2 separate regions of the Anser cygnoides genome follow, and region 1 is linked to region 2. The links are chromatin contacts, called in public Hi-C maps. All regions are on one chromosome and are shown on one strand. The core of a region is the stretch at or near the end of the contact, and the rest is flanking DNA. Distances in the headings are between cores, read along the strand shown.

The links. Hi-C and Micro-C count contacts between places; a contact is called where the count stands out from the background.
Region 1: a Hi-C map of liver shows a contact between it and region 2, with 2.9 times the contacts expected there. The contact joins two enhancer-like sites. A contact is called at or near these places in 3 of 7 Hi-C or Micro-C datasets (all in liver).

The regions. Positions count from the first base shown.
Region 1 is chr15:6,955,926-6,963,128 of Taihu_goose_T2T_genome, reverse strand. The region is part of intron 4 of LOC125182975; the gene reads right to left. It overlaps LOC106033524 (a long non-coding RNA gene), which reads left to right. Exons shown (of 4, transcript XR_010825033.1): 3 at 110-207; 4 at 2,819-2,934. Among named protein-coding and RNA genes, the nearest start is that of FAM20C, 160 kb to the right of the region's middle. Within about 2 kb of position 5,543, at least 1 of the 3 cell types and tissues checked has open chromatin away from gene starts, as enhancers often do. A contact at or near this core is called in liver, where this site is marked.
Region 2 is chr15:6,780,557-6,787,477 of Taihu_goose_T2T_genome, reverse strand. FAM20C (FAM20C golgi associated secretory pathway kinase) reads left to right here. Exons shown (of 11, transcript XM_066977420.1): 4 at 400-478. Among named protein-coding and RNA genes, the nearest start is that of FAM20C, 15 kb to the left of the region's middle. Within about 2 kb of position 5,352, at least 1 of the 3 cell types and tissues checked has open chromatin away from gene starts, as enhancers often do. A contact at or near this core is called in liver, where this site is marked.

The DNA.
Region 1 (7,203 bases), core at 4,294-6,793, 180 kb before region 2:
GGTTTTATTCACTCTCAAAATTACCATGTTTGCAGACATAGAAACAGTATATAGGTCTACATACAAAGGAAATATAATGCCCTAATTAATTTTCTGCATCACTGAAAAGGAGCTTTTGTCAAATGGGGAAGGCAGAAAGGCAGACATTGCTGATGTCAAAGAGCACTATCCCAGAACCAAGCCTCCAGCACTATTTGGAAACAAAAGGTAAGAAGAGAGAGTAGGTGAGGTGAAAATGCTGATTATAAGTGGTATTTGGATGAGATAAGCAAATTGGCTTTTCTGATCTCAAATTTTAAAGTTTTCTTGCTGTGTTCTCACTCCATTCTGAGTCTGTCATATATTTTATTTCTGCAACCAGACTTCAGTCTATTTTTATGCTTCAGGCAATAACAGTCCAGATGAAAACACTCTTCCTTGTTCTTATTTGTTAAAACCCTAAAGGTTATTTCCTGATGATAAGAGGGCGGTCTCTGCCTTTTCAAAAGCACAGATTTTCTTTCATATAAACAGTCCTGAGCTGTTTGGTCCGGAGTGTTTTTTAAAGGCAAGCTGGTAATCAGCCCCTTAGAGATGCTTGCGTCTTTCAGAGCTGGACCAACAAATCCATCATACAGCTGGAAAAGCTCTTGGTCAGGACCATGCTCCCAACAGGCAGACTTGGAGAGAGAGTAATAAGGCAGCCTGCTAGAGGCTGATTTTTTTCTATAAGCAGTTGTATTAACGCATGGCTACTACAGATGATATTGATATTTCTCAACAGCTTGTATTTGCGCTTAGGCTTGCTCATGCTCTAACTACTTGAAATTCCTCTTGTGGCTTTTATCCCAGGATGTCTAAACAGTTTAGTAACATTCATTAAAGCACTGTGACACCCCCTTTATTGACTGAGCGAGCTTCTGCTGCCCACTTCACAGAAGCGTTCATCCTGAAAGACATTTAGTCAGTGAGAGAGGGACAGAAAGGGCTCGAGCAGCTCCGTTTCCAGGCGAGCAGCAGGCATTATAAAGAAGTACTAAAATTTTCATTTTTATAAGGAAGAAACAAAGTGGTGAATGTATATATAGAACGTTGAAATAAAAAGCTAAGGTAATAGTCTTCTAACACTCAAAAAGTTTGCAGAGAAGGTGCTTCTGAAATATTGTCCTGGTCAACAAAGGGAGAAGGAAAGGTGCTGGCTCCACATGAAGTAAAGGTTTAAATTAGGGATTGGAAAAGCTTCCTAATGAAGGATACTTAATCAGTGAACCTGGCTGCTAAGGGAAGCTGTAAAATCTAAGTTATAAAGGACCAATTAGACTAACAACTGACTGGAATGGGCACAGCAGGATTCTGCCTCCATGCAGCGAAAATGGACTTAAAGCCACTATCACACTGTGGTGCTATTTTTTCAATCCCCCAGAACACCACTCAAACACTGAGATTTCATTTTTGCTATGCACGTATATCCCTAGACTCTGTGTAGGTCCTCCAAGTGCAGCTGTGTTTCCAGCCTGTCTCACTTGTATAGCACCAGCCTGTCTGGAAAAATAATAATTGTAAATCTAAATTACAAGAGATCAAAGCCCCCTCATGACCAAATCATGAGGATTAAAATTAATTTCATTATTCTGAGTAGAGTATCCTTCCCTAGGCAACAAAATACGTTCTTGATCCATGAGCTGGTACCTTATCTGAGCTCAGTTAGGGACGTCTCTCTCTGTCGCCTATGCTCCAGTGTGTGTGTATATATATATATATATATATTATATGTATGTATATATTTTAGGGGTTCAAGATTTACTCCAAGGTTTACTTTCAGCCTTCAGTGAGGTAACCAAAGGCTTTCCCTAAAGTTCCCTGATCTGACTGATTTAGCTTCCTGGTGTACTGAATGAGCAGTGTGGCCATACCACTCACAGCTCCGGGTTCCTAGCTGAAAGCCAGGATCCTTCATGCCACACTCAGTGCTACACTTCCTAAATTTCCAAATCCTTGACTGCATTCTTAGTCATGAGTTGCAAGAATGATAACCAGCTTAGTAAGTCAGCAGTATCCCCCAAATAAGATGGTAAAGCAGCTGTGTTGGCTCTAGAGTAGCTTAACTTTAGGCTTCTGAGTATGATGAATTATTGTTTAAGGAGATGCATTCATAATTCTGTTCCTCCCAAGCAGGTGGTTGATATTTTGAGATCCCTGCTGCATCAGCACTGTGTATATTTGGCACAGAAACTGCATGAATATTATAAATTCTATATTTAATTGAATCTCATAAAGAAATCCTGTAAATCATAGTCAGCCCATCAAACAAAATAGAAAATTGATATGTTGAGGTGTTAAATAATGTTACTTCTTTTTGCCCCTAAGGGTTAGACAAAACTTTGTTGTTTCCTTAAGAAGAAAAACATGATGGTAGAGTCAGGTATCTGCTATGTAGTTCCCTATCTGAAAATAACATGAAATCCTAATTCTTAAAACAAAAAATATCAAGTAACATGATAAAGCACCTGTATCCACAACAGCAAGCCTCCCTGAGCCAGCTCTCAGCCACAGAGGTTCTCTGTTCAGGCTTCCAGCATGGTGCCACTACTTACTCAGGCTACATCCTAAGTTTTCATGCTTCTTTTTCAGCTTCCTCGAAATATTTATTTCTGTTTCTCTCACGTGGAATTTGGCATAAAAAGCACAATATCATTTGCTATGCAGTAGGTGGTGAAACACCTTCATTTATATTTGTGACCATTAGGTGGTTATATATATATATATATATATATATACTGCTATTGTTTGAACATACTGGGGCTGCCAAAATCCTAACTTGTTCCACTTTTCCCAACAGAACGATAGGCCGGGAGTTCTTGCTATAAAGTTAGACTCTGAGGCCATGGCAAAGGACTAAGTCCCAGTGAAGAGGAGGCGGTTCGAACAAGTGTGAGTCTTACCTAGTGAATAAAGGTAAAATCTACATAGCAATTCAAGTAGGAGATTTATATCTGGTTTTCTTTAGTGGGTTTGAACATGTACCTGACTGAAACAGCTTTCATCAGTAGTGTATTATTTGGAGTTCTTGGTACCATTGAATTACAATGAAATGCTATTTACACCTAGTTTATCTATGGTAAATCTAATACATCAAACCAAATAAGAGGTAAGAGAGACTTGTGCTAAATGAATGCAGTTCATTATTTAGCCACATCTAACAAATTGAATACAGGAAGCAGGAGCTGAGTTTGGCACCTGACCTGTTTTGGCATCTTTTGCCCACAGAGCACTCTCTTTGTGGGAAAGGACAAGGAGCAATAGCCCTGTGAGCCTTCAGAAACACCCAGCGAAGCTCCTGTATGGCCACATTTTCTTGACGGGCTGTTTCAAGTGCTCTTTAGAGTTACTTGATCTGGTCCTCCAAATCCTATTCACATCACTTCTCTTTACTGCTCTCAGAGTGGAATTCATCACAGGCTATTTTATCTTGGTGAGCGCTGAGCATGCACATGGATATGAGTCCATGCAGCGCATCTACAAATAGCCAGGCTGCTGTACAAGGTCTGTGGCCTTGCTTATCAGAGTAAAGTAGCAGAGGACTGAACTTCAGCTAGGCCAAGGAGATCCTGAAGCATTGCACCCCAGGCAACTGCAAGTCACAGTATGCAAGAGGCAAGACATGCTCTTGCTTGTCATGGGTCAGGGAAAGGTTCTGTTGAAGATGGTTTGTAGATATGTGTTGAAAGGCCTCTTTGATATAAGTGGATAGCCCAAGTATGGCAAGAATGGTTCGCATGATAACATTTGAACAGGACACCTTTGTTGCACAGTACAATAACGATGCTAGAGAAAAGCAGCTCAGGTTAGCAGCTCCTGTGCTGAGTGTGAGGGAAACAGCGAAGGGTAATCTTCACCTGCCGAGGTAAATACTTGTCAGTGCCCCTGAAAAAAGCAATTATGGAAGATCAAAAGTAAGCCAGTGAGAGAATGAGCAGGAGAAATGGTGTCTGTCATTGGTTTCCAGCGTGCTCAGGGAAGTGGGAATGGGGGAGCACAGTCTAAGCAATGAAGATGGTTACACTGTGGGATATATATGCTTTACTTGTACTTCTTACCTACTGGAAATGATCTGAGGCAAAGACTGGCCAACAGCTCATGAAGGGGGAGCAGGAAGAGTGTTATATGTACCAAGGCGCTCACTACAAGTGTGAATACTTGGAGGATTAAATAATGGTGAATAATGTCCTTCAAACAGGTACAACTTCAAGAAGATAGGCGAAGGCCTCAAATGTTTTGGCAAGTCACTGTGTGCAAATGTAATTTTCACTTTTTTCTATTGCACAAAGTAAAAAAACATGTTGCCCACCAGAAAAGGGCCCGAGTTTTCCTACAGTAGAAATCAAAAAGCAACTTTGGTAAATGCATTGGTATAACCTAATGAGGTCTGAATACACTTTTACTTACTAAACCATACCTGCACAGCTTCCTATTGAATTCAGGGGGACCGTTTGTACAGCAAATTACTGCTCTGCCCAAGTCTGTGAGCATCCAGGTTTCCACTAAAATAAGATTACATGTCTATTAGACTATCCAGAAGCTACAACACTGCAATATACTGTATTACCATGCACTGAAGATGGGTCCCTGGGAAATTATTGAATAGAAATACGTAGGAGCCCAATTTCCTCAGTAACAGCAAATCTCTCTGAAGCGCAGCAGTTTCAGTGACGATTCAGCTCTTGGGGCAGAATCCATTTAACTTTGGATTTGGAAAGGCCAGTGCTGAACTTCGGGAGCAGCAGATTTGTGTGTCACTAGATTATAATGGGGACGCTATTTTGCAAATAACCTGTTCTCTGAAACTGCTGACTGTGAGATGCTTTAGGAATATTGACATTTTGCCACGAGTACAGAAACCTCAGAGTCAACTCTTATCATCAGACAACTTAACAACACATTTCACTTATGTAAACGAAACAATCCCCTCTCCTCATAACAATTACAAGAACATTTTTCAGTTATTATGCTACCGTGCAGCATGGAGAGAGGTATTGATCCAGGCCTGCATTTCATTTATAAATTATGTTCATAGTATGATTCTTACTGAGAGCTTTTCTGGGGAGAAAACAGAGGATATAATATAAGGAGGGGGAGAATAATAATGGTACAGTCTCCATACAATTCCTTTGGTAACTTTCCCAGTGCTCTAAAGTGTTTACTCCCCACTTTGCCTCTTTGAAGCTAAGAAAGGTGCAGCATGCCCAGAGACACCAGCGTCTCCATTCTCTTCTCAGCCTTGCTCCTTCTTGTAGCCAATTCTGTTGGTGTTGGGAGGAAAGAACTGACTATAAGCAGGGACAATGCTGTTGCAGGTAAATTTAAGAATGGAAAAAACAAAGTTTCACAACCAGAAAAACTGCTGAGAAACCTGAGGTCTGTTAATATTTAAGCAGACAACTTCATGCCAATGTCCTTTTGAAATGCTGCAAAGTTCATGCCTCAGGGCAGCTGATGGCAAGGGGCAGCCACTGAGAAAAAGTGGTGCTGTCCTCCTCTCCTCAAAAGGTGATTTGTTTCCACATCTTGAACATTTCAGTATTTGTGTATTTGGTTTCTACAGGATGAATCTCATCGTCTTTTCATGTGTGACACTACCAGTGGTCAGTCTGAGCTCTTTTAGCATTCCAGAGATGTTTCGGTCTATTGTCATTCTTTATGTCACTGCATTTTAAAATCACATTTTCATCTGCTGTAGAATTTATTGTGCTCTCTTTCTGATGTTTAGAGAGTTGTTTTACTTCCTGAAACTCAGTGGCATAATCTACTCAAAAGGCCAAAGCTGTTCCTTGTGTTCTAAATACACATGTGAAGAATATCAGCTAATTAGTGCTAAATTGAAATGCAAAAGGAATATCCATTCTTTTTAGGTTATGTGTACATACCACTTACTTCCTTTACAGTTTCTGAAGAAAGATCAGCTGCTGCATGCTGTAAGTACCACTGAGAATACTAAAAAAGCTGTCACAGAATGATATCTTGATAAAACAAGATGACCTTTAAAGTTGAAACTGTGGAAGCAAACCAGATAAAAAATGTTTCCAAAATACACCTGAAAAGCACTACAATGAAAGGAAAAATGATTATTCTCACACTCTTAATTGTTTTAAAAGGTTGATACAATTAAAGTAGGTATTATTTTAAAACAATGGGATTTCTTACCATGCTGGCTACATTATTCATTTTTGAATGAACTTTCATTTTTTCCATTTATGAAGCAATGCCGATTTTTTTATGCATGCTTCTCATTTTTCTTCACATATTGTATGGCTACGACAAAAATTTTCACAGCAGGAATTGATTACTAGCTGGTCACTTTAAGCTATGTGGTCTTCCTTCCTTGTAATTATTGAGTGACTCTGTGTCCTTATGGCATTTAAAAGGTTTCTGCCAGCAGACAACAGCTGGGGTCATTCTTATTGCTCCTCAATAATCTTGTTTGGTACAAAATATCAGAATTCGCAAAGGAGCCATCCACTGTCTCAATATTTCTGTGTACTCAATATTTCTGTGAAGCTCTCCTGCAGGGGAAGGGGGGAAAAAAAAAAAATGTAAAAATATCTACTAGCACCAATTATATTGGCTTCTCTTTAGATTCTGGTCCTGCTTTTACAATTATGCTCAGATGAATTTACAGAGTTGGAGCCAGGGTCCAACTTTTCCTATATTTTTATATAATGCCTTACAAAATGAATTCCTAATCCTTGATTCTGGCTGGGTAGAACATCTGCCCTAAATATAACAAATATTAAAATTCAGGCTTTGCTGATGATGTCAAACAGAAATGAGAGACTATGAGGATGAGCAGAGTTGGGGAGGGGCAGGGAGGAGGTGACCTTTCCTAATAATCCCAGTTTGGATCTATAGATTAAATATATTCTCTTTGAACAAACCCATTACTGTGAAATCAAAAATCAGCCAGAAAATCCACAGCGTCAGCATTACAGGGTTACCCATGCATGGCTGTGGAACCAAGTCAGTGGGAGGGAACCTGTTATTAACTGAAATCCTGCTCGCAGTTATGGACCTTGTGAAACATTCAGGTGCTAAACAGTAGTCCTGTTCGGGATGCTTTCCTGGCTCACATTGACTGAAGAGGCTGAGGAAGGGTCTTGAAGTGACTGAAATGTGGAGCTAAGACCTACGTCTGTTGACAACTGCAACTCCTGTGGCTGAGGAACTGAG
Region 2 (6,921 bases), core at 4,103-6,602:
TGCGTGTCTCACTGTAATCCCAGCCACAGTTGTCTTTGAAGACATCCTATTTCCTTTCCCAATGTGTGTCCCTTGTTATCAGGAAGTCCAAAAGTGGTTGAAGATAGAGAAAACAAGGCTCCAATGAGCTGTTCCTGGACATGCTGTTCAGTTAAGGTGCTTATGGTGTTCATACATCCATTTTTAGTCCTAGTCATCAGCTCAAAGCCCTCCCATGTACTCTGCACCCACTAAATAATTTTTGAAAATTGTTATCCAGTTAGTATTACCCTGCTTGGTGCTCAGATATTGCAGTGCTGCATCTAATACAGAACAAAGATATGTGGTTTTGTCTCAAGGAAGCTGAATGTAAGTAGACCCATATGTAGCATTTTAAAGCGGTTTTGTTTCTTCCCACAGCAATGAAATCAGGAGGCACCCAACTGAAGCTGATCATGACGTTCCAGAATTATGGACAGGCGTTGTTCAAACCAATGAAGTAAGTGAAAAAATGTCTGGCTGTATTGTAATGTGAAATTGTGGTGGAATATGCTGTTGTCATTTTATAAGGCATTAGAAGTTTGCTCTAGTATTGCTCAGGGTTGGTGCGGCTAGTTCTCTAGGTTTGCTGCTGGATGTAGAGCTTCGTGCTGTAGTGAAACCTTGCCGTGCTGGATTGGTCTTTGAAAGAGATACTGAGGAGGCTTCTTATAGGCATTACAGTCTTCTCAGGAATGTTATTCAGATCTCTGTGAAATCTCCTATCATAAATACAGGGTGTTTTCAGCATTTCTTTCTTATGTAAACTTACACTGCAGGCATGAACTCTATCTAGTGTGTTTCCCCCCGAGGAATGTGACCAGATATGAGAGATGGTTCAGAATAGCTTTGGGAAGACCTATATAGCATTTGTGTGATAAATTATAATTTAATCCATTGATTTATTGCTATTTGTATTAAAAGGCTGTATTAGTCATTTGGCTGTGGCTATGCTGACTGTGAAATTTGAGAGTGATGCTGCAAGATAATCTAGAGAGAAGGGGAAGGACTGGGATGATACAGACTTGATTTTGCACCAGTATCAGGCTGGCCAGACTCCACCGAGATCAGAGAGATTATTCAGATATAAAGCAGATGTAAATGAGTTCTGAATCCTGACCTGTATGTTTGTGTTGTAATAAGGAAAATGACTCTGTGCTCATTGTAGAGGGTTTAGCAAAGACGCTCGGGGCTGCAAAATGTTTAATGAAGCTACTCAATATCTGTGTCAAGGGTACCACTGGAATAATAAATTCATTTCCTTCTTTTGTTGCCACTGTAGGGAAGATCCATTAATTTCCTCTAGGATGGTCCATAAAAGAGTAGAGTAACTCGGAATGGGTGGTTTGAAGTACGTATTGGTGTTGTGTTACAGCTATAGTGGGGTACACAGCTCAGCGGGTAAGCTGCTGGATGGCAGCTGAGATAAATTCCCAATTTTACTATAGATTTTGCTGTAGACTGACCTCAGACAAGTACAGATTTTATTTAATCTTATTTTGACTGCCAGGAGGGACAAATAATTGGTCCCTAATTCCTTCAACTCAAGTTTGAGCAAGAACTCACCTTGTGTGCATTTGTCCTGGTATTCACATGGAAATCCTGTGAGCTTCCAAGGCATTTATGCAAAAGCCAGATGCCTCCATGTTATTTCCCAAATTCCACACAAATTTCTCCATGTTCCTGGTAGAACCACAATTCCCTGGGGGAGTTCAGAGTAAACACAGATAATACAAGTCAGAGGGAAGGTGCTATCAGAGAGCATCTACACAGCATCTTCCCCTCCTAGCCCTCTGCTCTGAATCCTTAGATCATTTACTCCATGATCTATTACTCCATGGGTCCATCCCCCTACATTTGCAAGTTTGATGCATTTAAGCACAATTCCTAATTGTCTCCTGTCCCACGTGGCAAACCCAACAACTGAGCAGGTTTGAGCAGCTTTTAAGTACTAGGAAGAAGTATGGTTTTTACCATGGCTTTTTACATAGTGTGAAATTTGTTTCTTCTCCGTTTGCTGAGAGGCAGATAATTTCAATCTTTATCATTGGTATGACATTGTAATTCGAGGAATGCTAATGAGGTTAAATCAAAAGTTTACTGCTTCTACTGTACTATACACAGCCTTGGCAAGATGATGGATGACAATAGATGTATAGCCACTTTCCTGTATAGAAGCAATTACCACCATCCACCAGTGCAACAACAAAAGATGATGATGTCTTAATCATTCCCTTTGCTTGATTCAAAGGGCAGCAACACCCTATTTTCTCACCGATCTTTGCATTAAATACACATCTGGAAAAAGCAGCATTCGAACATTCAGCAGCTGTGTTCCCAGGCACCACACCTTACAGCAGCAACACTGCTGTGTTTGTGCTGATCATCGCTGAGCACATTAGTGATTTTGAATAACTATGTTTGCAAGCATTTGTCTTCATTCTGGTAGCAGTGAGCAGGGAGCCAGATGCTCAGCTAGCGTAAATCTTCCTAGCTCCTTTGGCATCTGGTCCCATTGGCCTCTTTTCACCAGCTTATGAACGGTTGTTGATGAAGTTCTTGGAAGTGTTTGTAGCATCCTTTCTTGATACAGAAATAAGTGGCCTTGAACTGAAAAAGAAAAAAAGAAAAGCTACGAGACTTCTTGTAAGACCTTACCGAGTCCCTAGGCACCTCCCAGGCTGCTTCTGGTGCTCCTTTTCTGCAGGGTACCGTTCTGATCCAGGCTTCACAAAGCTGGCTGTGCCTTCTGAGGGCAGGAGGCTATAGGAGAGTCATAGATCAGGGCCACATGTCTCCTAAGTGTAGCCTGGCCATCAGCACTGATGGTGCAAGGGTCATTAAAAAAAGTGATAATTTGGGGAGCATGAAACATCATGATTTTGTGATTCTGTGAAGACTGGGGCCTGAGTTTGTCCCTTCAGTGCTGGGGGAGGCCATAGGAGTTACATCTCTATTGAACTGAGCTGTGCCAAAGTGTTTTGGAGAGTAGAGTTGGCATCAGTAGGATTTCAAGCTTGATCCTAAGGAAAACTGATAAACCTGTGTTTCCTACCGTGTCCGGCATCTGAAGTGCTGAAAACTGAATGGTGTGAGGTCCACAGAGGGTAATATGCAGGTGTGAGGCCAGTCTTTACTTGGTTTCAATTCATTTAAGTTACCTGGAAAGCTGGTTTTGCTATACACAGCTGTACTCAGCACCTTCCAAACTGAATACCCTTTTTGAGCAGGATAGCTGCAGAATGGGGAGTCCATGGGAACCCTTGCCTGACACAGCCAGGTGTCTGCTCGTGGAAGGGCAGTTCTCCAGACTTCAAGCAGTGATTTCTGAAGGAGAGTGGCAGCAAAACAAATCCCTGGCAAGTCGCTCGAAACCCTGCAGAACTCATCGGTCTTGCTCTGCCCTTTCCCAGCCTCCTAATTCCACATTGAATTTATCCAGAGAGCAAGCCAGCTCTGGAAAAAAAAACAGTCAGGGTTTGGAAATGTGGAAAACAGAATCTGCTTTTGGCACCTTTTGTGCTCAGTGTTTGACATTAACTGACAACTCTTCATCTGGTCATCGATCCAGGGTAGTGGAGCAAATGAGAGGCGGGAAGGGTATCAGTTGGGGAAATGTGATAGCAGTAAATAAAGCCTGATCAGCTGCAATTATTTTATTTATCTGTGGCTCTGCATCTTCATTTCTGAAATAATTGCCCATAAAGGATTGCAGAGGAAGCCAAATCTATTTATAAATCATATGGCCCAGTGTAGATTCCTTTGCTAATTCCAAATGCCTCATAGAAAAAGCGAATATTTGCTAAAACTCCAGGGAAGATTTAATGTATTTGCAATGTATCTTACAGTTAATGTGTAGTTTTATTTAGCTCATAATAGTTCAATCATACAAAATTATTACCATATGGGACAGGAAAAAAATAGCAACCTCCCCTTCTCCCATGATTAGTGTGTCTAACCATATTAGTATTGTAGAGCATAATAAAATTTATTTACATGATCGCTGATATCTGCAGCCACAGCTTTTTATATAACTTAGCAGGTAGAGACGGTGTAGAGCCATAAATTTCAAAGGGTCTTGGCGTATTTGTCCAAAAAGAACATGTGCTTAATAGTTTTATTTGGTTTCTCTTTGTTTCTGCTAGCTGGTGGAGTTAAATAGCTGGCTCAGCAACAAAACCAACACACTTTTTTTTTTTTTTCCTCCCAAGGCTTTATTCTTGAAGGGGGAGATTCAGCTCCAGCAGAGTCAGTGTCAGGACTCCTATTGATGCCAGGATTTTCAGAGAGGTTTTTACAGTTCCTTATGGAGAAGCCAAATAGAATCGAATAGAAAATGATATCTTGTTATAAGAGTTGTGAGAAAAGTGTCCAGTGGTATGTTTTTAACAATGACATCTCTCATTGCCAGTTTTATAGGCTGCTTTGTACAAATGTGTAGAAAGGGTATTCATTAGAAAATCTTTGAGGTTCATTTGTTCTATTTGAAGAAATACTACTGTATCTTGTGAACTCAATTTTGACTGAAACTGAGATTAAAGCCAGTTCTGTTCCAACTTCAGATTTTTCCTGATATTTTTAACATCTTTTTTCTTTTCTCCTTCTGTTTTTACAAGTCCCAGTGCAGGATTGGTAAGAGCCACGTGGCTGCTTCTTTCAGTATCTGCTGCTCGCAGTTACAGTCTTTAATAAAGTAGAACTAATTAGCATCAGGGTGATATCAGGCCAGAGGAGACTTTTAGGGTCGCAAAATCCAGATTCCTTAAATCACAGGCAATCATCTCATGAAATCTCATCTATAAACTGATCCAACCTTGCTGACCACTGTTTTTATACCCTTTGCCCCTGTTATTCCTCCCGAAAGTTGCTGCTGTGAGTGCACTGAGCAACAGTGCCATTGGTCTCTTGTATTTTGCAAGATAAATATTGATTGCAATTTAACAGTTTAACTGCAGAAGTTTTTCCTTTGGGACTTTACAGAAGAAATGCGTCACACTGAGACCGATTTTGCTGGAACGTTGGCTAGCAGGGGGCACTTTTCCATCGCAGACAAGTCTCCTTGCTCCTGCAGCTCTCAAAGTCGTGACCCATCCCAGTGCCAACCTCCAGATAAGATGGTAGTCACAGTGTCGTACAAAGCTGGTGCTTTACAGGAATACAACCAGCACACTTGCCTTCTAGCTTCTGTAATGTTCCTGTAGCTCAAAGACATGGTGGTTGTTAGCTGGGCTGAAATCTAGCAACCAAGGTCATGGGAGAGATAACGTATTTGTTTCGATTGGCAAAGCACAGCTTTTTATTGTCTTTTAAATGTCGTACTTATAGAGACAAAGAATTATCAGCATTCTTGAAGTTTCTCTTTGATTTCCTTTTTGGAGTGCTCAACAAATAATGCATCTTTTGATAGGGATATTAAATAGGGCAAACAACCCCTGTAATACAAACAACTGTTAATCGCCTTCATTTCCTACAGTTATATTCCCTTCCCAAAGCTGCAGTGTGGCTGTTGTACCTGTGAAAGGCAGCCTCTAGGCCTGATTATCATATCAATTAGCCCGGTGTAATTCTTCTGACTTGGTAGCATTGCTTCCAAGTCAGAGGAGTTGAAATGAACTTCAGCATCAGGGCGGCTGGAAGATTGCTTTCCTTATTACATTGCATATCATGCTGTTTTGAGGAAATACATTTTGCAAACCTGTTGCATTTCAGCTGGCAGGCATCCAGTATAAACATACTGTTATAAGTCAACATGGCAATTAAATCAAATTGCAATGTTTTCTCTGAGCAGCTACAGAAGTGAGATATGCATACAGTAGTTGCTATTCTAGAAGCCTTCCAGGATTAACACTTGGGCACGCTGGAATGTGCCGTGTGAAACCCAACGGAGCAGATGCTGGTCAAAGTACAAACCCGGCCAGTCGGGATTGTCACTTGGTTTTTGTCCGTAAGCTGTTCTACTGTACAGAGATGTTCTCGGAGATCTTTGGTTTTGTGCGAGGTGTGTTATTGGAGACCCAAGGCTCAATAAATTGGTGGGAAAGGCTGATGTTAGTAATCCCGGTATTCAGTTTACATAAGTGTATTTGAAACTGAGAGGAGTGCTGTCTCATTGCATCGTGAAGAAGAAATGCTTTTCTGCTGCTCGAAGTAACAAACAATAATCAGATATTCCGTGGACCTCATCCATGAGACTTTGGGCTTTTAAAAGATATATTCAAATCCTTGCCTGCCAAATCCCTGCTGAAATGTTTACCTGTCTCAGACTGACAGGCAGATTCTGATTGTGCTTACATCAGGAATAAACCTGGAGTAAGCTGGATGAATTACATCACTTGATATTTAAAGTGCATGAAATCTGATTGTGGTCCTAAAGTAGAGGTTGCCATCTAGTATTTTGGTTCTTCAACTTCTTGTGTATTATGCATGAATTGCTCTTCTCTTTTATAATGAATCCCGTTCATCAGAACATACTTCACTATTTCAATGCAAATTGTGTTTTAGCACTCAGCAGTGCCTGTGGTCCAAGTCTCATTTATGCAAATTGGAAAATTTGCAGTGACTTCAAGGGGAGTTGGATGGGGATTGATGCTGACTGATAGCCCTGGACAGCAATGAAACTCAGTCTTCTGTCTGCCAGTGCGTGCTGCATTTCCCCTTGCCACAGTTCAGCAACTGCTGCCTGAAATATTGATCAATCCCATCCAGCCCAAGAGCAATCTGTTCTCCAGTTCTGTAAGTGTGTTTATGAAATGACCCCAGAGTCAAAGTCTGGAAAGTCCAGGTAGCTCAAAGGTTGTCCACTCTGATTAGGGTCTGCAGGGATGCATGACAGCGGTGTTTCACCAGCCAGGACAGGGAAAACAAACCTCTTTTCCTCTTTTTGGCTGAGGCTCTGCTGCGTTG